Linked DNA regions of Siniperca chuatsi: region 1 is linked to region 2. The links are chromatin contacts, called in public Hi-C maps. All regions are on one chromosome and are shown on one strand. The core of a region is the stretch at or near the end of the contact, and the rest is flanking DNA. Distances in the headings are between cores, read along the strand shown. Region 1 overlaps ncoa1 (nuclear receptor coactivator 1). Region 2 holds the start of ptrhd1 (putative peptidyl-tRNA hydrolase PTRHD1).

Region 1 (3,414 bases), core at 617-3,116, 53 kb before region 2:
ACCGATTTTAACACAGTTTTAAGGGGAAATAATAAACATAAACCCCATAGAAAAAAATATATTAACACTGAATTTCAACTCAAAATAATCACATTCAACAATTATTATTAAATTCATGTACAGTAAGCAGCACCTTGCTAAATTTAAACAGTAACATCAGACTAAAATCCTACTTTTGATGCCAAATGTTCACATTGCTTCAATTGTGTAGCATTGTACTGCTCTCTTCAACAGTATAGTGCAAAGCTATATCACTTGTGGGGTCATAAATGTAACAGAATACAGTCTGGCCACACCCAATGGTGATATTGAGTATGGTCATTTATGTAAGAGTACTAAAACGTCCAGCCTATAGAGGTCAGCTCAACAATGCCTAACTGCTACAGAAGATTTAGTGTCAAGTTACTAACAAATAGGGTTCACACAGTTGTCATTTTACAGGACATTTCTTGTACATTTTCAATGACTAACTGTGAATGTATTATGTTTTCTTGTATACCAGTGCTTGAACTGAATGGGTTGATAACTTCTGACTCTGGAAACAGGCTGTTGTCTTTGGGGGTCTGGAAGGGGTCTCCCTGTCCCTGGGACTGTGTCTGGCTTGGAGTGGGGGGACTGCAGAAATCAAAAGATGACTGACTCTGAAGGCTGCAGCCAGAGGGCGGGCCGCCATCACTGAGCCCTGGGAAACAAACACAAGCACATGGACATGGATGAGGAGTGTCTATAACATTTAGTGTATAATATTGATACACAGACTCACACTTTGAGACTTTTATAGATACATGATATTCTGCAATGTTCTGCAGTGTTGCAGAAAAGTAAACTGTTCTGGTTCCATGTGAGGTCTGTTGACACTGCAGTACCTCCTAATAGCCACTAGGGGGCATAGAACCTAACAATGTGTAGGTAAATAAATTAATTAATAAAATAAATAGAGGGACTTGTCTGGATCATAACTAATAATAATAATAATAATAATAATAATTAGAGAATGATCTAAAATCAAATAATTCATTAAAGACACTATTTTGTAATTTCTTGACATGAAAATGGTAAAACAATACTATTTTTTACCAACACTCAGCGGTTTGAATTAAATATTGATACTGCACTTCAATGTCCATAGATAGTATGCAGGTCGTATATTATGCTTAACTCTTCCCTCATCTTAATCACCCCCCCTCCCTGTTAAGTTGAAACTGTACCTCTGTTAGGAGTCCCGGGAGGCTCTCTCTTCACATTTATGTTGCGGGGAGTGCTGACCTCACTGGGCTGGAGCTGAGTGGGTGACTGCAGTTTGAGTTGGGGGGAAGGGGAGTGGAGCTGGGGTGACGACGATTGCAAGTGGGGAAGGGACTGGGGCTGGGACATAGGGGACTGGAGCTGAGGCACGGGGGACTGGAGTGGCGCTGGGGCCTGGTGTTGGGGGGCTGGAGACTGGAGTTGGGGGCCTCCTCCAGGGGTTGTTGAATCCTCACTACCCTGCTTGGCCCCACTTGGGCCTCTCAGGCCAGGCAGCAGCTGGGTGAGAGGGTCCATGTCAACAGGGCCACCAGACATCTGAGGGCGGGAAACAGAGAGTAAATCAGAAACAAATGAAAAGGGATAGTGATGAGGAAAAAGACGAATGAATGGTGTGATGGCATGAAAGAGTAAAGAATTAAATAATAATGGGTGGCAGAAAGGGGGGCAAACGATCAGTGACAGAGAGATGGGGAGTGACACAAGGTCAAAGACCAGTGAGCTTTAAAGGCTGCAGCTGGTAACTAAGCCTACAGTGGAGACAAAGTCCAAGAAAATAAACATTCAACATGATTTACAACGGCTGTCCGGCAACTGCCAATGCAGGAGCAAAGCTCAATACAGGGGAATTCCAATGCTTAATTGTAAAGTATTTTTTCTCACAAAGTTCCTGTGTAAATCTGAAAGCAACAATAGCATGCATGCATGAGTGCCACCCCTGAAGGAGCATGCACATTTCAATTATTAGGTTATTACAGTTATGATTCTCTGACGAGACCAAGTTGGACAGAGTCCAGTGTATTCTGAGCCAGTCGCTGGCTGTTGACAGTTGGGTTTACCACAAACACAATGAAGGTATGCTGAATGCATGTTCAGCTTAGTTTGATAAATATATGACTGCTGTAACAGGTTAATTGCTTGTCATGTTGGTCTGCATGAGGTGTTAGCTATAGTGGCTAAAAGTCATTCTGCTCTATCAGGCCAGCCCTACTACACTTTAACTGCTGTCACTCAGTTCAAATCACTTGGTGGTTGTGAAGATCAGCAATGCCTCTGGAGTAACCCCTGATAAGGCTTTTAAACTCAGTCTTGTCTATCTTTTATCCTACTCTGGCCTATAGCCCGACCGATACTCGATTTTTGAGGCAGATATGGATATAAAAATTTAAGATATTTAAAAAGGGGCCGTTCAGCCCAAAATCAATAACACATATTTTTCCTCTTACCTGTAGTGCTGTTTATCCATCTAGATTGTTTTGCTGTGAGTTGCTGAGTTTTGGAGATATCGGCCATAGAGATATCTGCATTTTTTTATATAATGGGACTATATGGCACTCGGCTTGTGGTGCCAAAAAAAATAAAATACATTTGAAAAACTCAACAGCAAGAGAAAAGGACAATTCAGGCAAAATATTTCAAATTACATGCGTGGGTTTTCCACAAGTGTGCAGGGCCTTTAAATGTATTTCTTTTAAAGAATCATGACCAAGATATGTACTGAGCGGGACATTATAAAGTTTAAAAAACAATGCTGATAATAGTGAAACTGTTTCTAATGACCTCAAGTCACATGAACTAGCTGTTCAGAAGTGCCAGAATATGTTTACCTGCCGAGATATACACACATACCAATGTACAGTATCTGCGATAAGCTAATACCAGCCAATATGTCATATGCTACACAGCCTGACCATCAACACCCAGGCACTGTTCAACACAGATAGTGATAATGTTTTTTGTTTACTAAACTTTTCTCTATTCTAAACATAAGAACATTCTCTCAGGATAACTGTCAAAGGTCAAATCTTTGGACTAGTTTAGGTTATAACAGTTCACCACAACACTGACAACAACTGTACCGTGGAGTCTCGGCTATCCCTGCGGCTGTCTCTGCGGTTCTCTCCGACGGGGCTTGATTTGGGACTGATGCAAGCCGAGCTGCTGGTAACTCCTGCAGGTTTGGATGCACCTCCTGCTGCAACAGTAGACCCCGTACAGGCCACTCCCTCCACGCTGGCTCTCTTCTCCACTTTTACCCTAACAGTCTGCAGGCTGAGAGCAGATGGAGGAGGCAGGTCCCCCAAGTCCTTCAAAAACAAAATACATTTCAGTTAGTATTTTTCATGGCGTCATGACTCAAGAGGACAAATAATATGTATATACAGTATA
Region 2 (3,042 bases), core at 407-2,906:
TATACGTTAACAACAGATTAGGTTAGACCACTCAAACATTGCAAAAACTACTTTTTGACGAGTCAGACCTTTAGAAACTTTAATACCGGTAGCTGGTGCCATGCAGAACACATGGTCCAGCTTTTTTATTATTGAAAGTATATATGTTAACATACTGTGGAAATATGAATGATCTACTTTTGTATCTAGCTATATTAAAATAAAATATCACAATCGCAAAACAAATGCTACGTTTGTGGGGTTTTGTACCACCAGTAAACCACAAAAGAACGTCATGTTTCTCAACTTTAATCTGGGAAGTTACAGGTGTTTGGATGCCCTGACAAATGCTGTGGCGCCCTCAGTAAGAGCACAACTTTCAGGTGTCCTCCTTTTATAGATGAAATTAGATACTGAAATGCCTGTGAGGCTTCCTCTCTGCGGACATGCACTGTAGAGTTCATAGATGGATGATGTCTGTCAAGGCCGTCATTTGAAGAGTTTGAACTTGCGCAGCAGCGGCTGGACAGTCTCTTTTGGATATGGCTTCAGGGCCAAGCAGGTGGGGATGTCCTCTGGTTGTTCAATCCAAAGCTTGTGGGCCACACCGGCCTGTGTTAGATTCTCTGATAGACCGGAGAGGGCGGCCTCGTCTGGAGCCTGGAGAGAAAAAATAAACACAAGTACAGTCAGCCAGGCTGTTAAAGACTGGACCACAGATCCCCATTACTTCACATTTCACTCCAGTGCTCCATGTGAGAAAACAAATATTTGTTGTTGATTTAGTGCTGAACTGTAAACCTGTCCAAACCACATGCTGCGGTGAAATTAAAACCTCTGAATGCAGCATGTATTTATACACGTTTTCTGATTCAAGTTTTTATTGAATTGCATCATGTTGAAATGTCCTATTTGGCTGGAATCTATTGAAGAGGGAGTTTCATCATGTTATTATCTAGTTGCTCTAACATTAAAGTTAGACTACTGACGTAAAGCTTGTATGGAGAAATACCATACTCCATTCGAAATTCCGTCGTTTAATAATTTATTTGCTTGTCAATACATATTTTTACCAGCTGGAAAACCAATCATGACCATTTTATACTCTTAAGGAGTCACTTTTAAATTCGGCACTGAGCTTACCCACCAGACAGAACTTTTCTAATTAGTAAAGGACTTTTAAAATCGCTTCACCTATGATAGCCAAGTTAGCTAAACACAGTGGTAGCTCGTGCAAACCGTTTAAAAATGACAATATAAAGAAAATTTATGCTGCCGAATAATACCACTAACCCGAACAGCTTTTATTTTGTTATTGCATAAATTGTGATAAACGATATAACCTCTGTACATATGTTGACAAACCATGCAGCACTAAACTGACGAATATTTGAATGGAGTCTGGCGTGACGTGCCGCGCTTACCCCAAGCACCACTTTATGCATGGCGTCCAGCTCTGCCAGGTACTGCTGTGTGTCCGGGTCTCCGTAATGAAGGTGAATGGCAGCGGTGGCAGCATGACAGGCCTGAGTTATAACGGCTCCCAGGGGCCAAGACAGCTTGTGAACCAGATCCGACCGGACAACAACATACTGGACTAACCGGCTAGGAGACCCGGCTCCCGTGGCTGCCATTTTCAGCCTGTACAGAAACGGATTCAGGGTTTGTTTATTTTCCGGTTCATCCGCTGTGTAGTTTATCATTAAACGATATTACAACGTTACTGCCCTCTACCGGTAAAACTTCATGGTTAAACATACAGTCGGCCTACTTGTGGTACCAGCAAGGGAACAATCTCTATTCTTAATTTCAAACAAAAGAAACTTTCAACAAATGAATTGTGTGTCTATATTCTGTTAAAACGTTTAGGAAATGAAGGGAGGGCCTGTTGTATATACTGTATGATGTGGGTTTGTTATAGCCCCCTCTTTCAGCCCATTATCTCCCCTCCCAAAATAGTTTACAAGATGTGTGCCCATAAAGGTAACTTACTTTTTAAAATGTCTTTGTAGTTTAAACAGCTGGGTAAAGCACCTTTTTCTTCTGTCCTCCTCCTCTTCCTCTTTATCTTGTTCTTCTTCATCATCATCTTCTATACTTTTTCTTATGGCTTTTTGGCAAACTAGACACCTGTTGGCATGTCGGCGTCTCGCAATTACTCACCGTCTTTCTTTTGGCTCAGTATTGATGCTTAAAAGATCCAATAACACAATATGCAACAATGAAAACGGCATTCTGGGGATTCCCTATAAACTTTACACATTACAATGTTTGTTCCTTCACCATCTCACTTTGTATATTGCATATTTTTCTGTTGTGCTGTCATGATCAAACAGCTCTATCTGGGTTTAAAACAATATATTTTAAAGTGTCAACTAGTTCCTTTTATGTCAAACTTGTGGTAAAGACAGTGACACCTCTGCCGATGGTCCAGTGGCAATATAATGACACTGGGAGAAACCCTATCACTGAAATCAGCCTGGGGAGAGATTTACTCCCTAACATAATTAGGAAAAGGTTCTTCAGTGTACTGTCTGTATTGCAGTATTATATTCTATTGGCAGTAGTTATACCTCTTTAAAAGAAATACCCCAGGCTGAGGGTGTATGGAAGTTTATTAATAACAAAAATATTGAGCGAGCACAAGACAAATCCAAGTTTTTATCAGTCAACAAGTTAAGATTTGACAGAAATCAGGGGCAGATTTGCATGTGAAAAATACATTTTGAAAGCACGCAAAGACAAAATTGTAGACTTAATCAAACTTTTAAACTTAAGAGATATTGTGTCACCATTGAGCGAACATTAGGGCTTTATTTACTCATTGTCTTCAAAGCTGTGGACTTATACGTTTGTCTCTCCTGTGCTGAGAACAGAGCAAAACTCATTGGATTTGACCAGAAAGTGAAGTTTCAACCCTGTAAGACCCATCTGACTAAAGCCAAACTCCTCTCAGTGTTTCATCAGCTTTTATTATTAGTCTAAAATACTTTAACTGTGCCTGTTGGTAAGCACTCTCTCACGTTCTCAAGTACTCTGAGAAAAAACAAAAATTCAAACTGG

What was found. Hi-C and Micro-C count contacts between places; a contact is called where the count stands out from the background.
Region 1: a Hi-C map of liver shows a contact between it and region 2, with 2.4 times the contacts expected there. The contact joins the enhancer-like site here to the promoter of ptrhd1 in region 2. A contact is called at or near these places in 2 of 3 Hi-C or Micro-C datasets (liver and skeletal muscle).

Annotation. Positions count from the first base shown.
Region 1 is chrLG16:23,694,098-23,697,511 of ASM2008510v1, reverse strand. It overlaps ncoa1 (nuclear receptor coactivator 1), which reads right to left. Exons shown (of 22, transcript XM_044168939.1): 12 at 3,105-3,332; 13 at 1,209-1,563; 14 at 500-682. Among protein-coding and RNA genes, the nearest start is that of unc93a, 33 kb to the left of the region's middle. Within about 2 kb of position 1,866, the one cell type or tissue checked has an H3K27ac peak away from gene starts, as active enhancers do. A contact at or near this core is called in liver, where this site is marked.
Region 2 is chrLG16:23,641,175-23,644,216 of ASM2008510v1, reverse strand. It overlaps ptrhd1 (putative peptidyl-tRNA hydrolase PTRHD1), which reads right to left and starts at 1,656. Exons shown (of 2, transcript XM_044168932.1): 1 at 1,404-1,656; 2 at 273-639. The coding sequence starts at 1,613. The coding sequence ends at 469.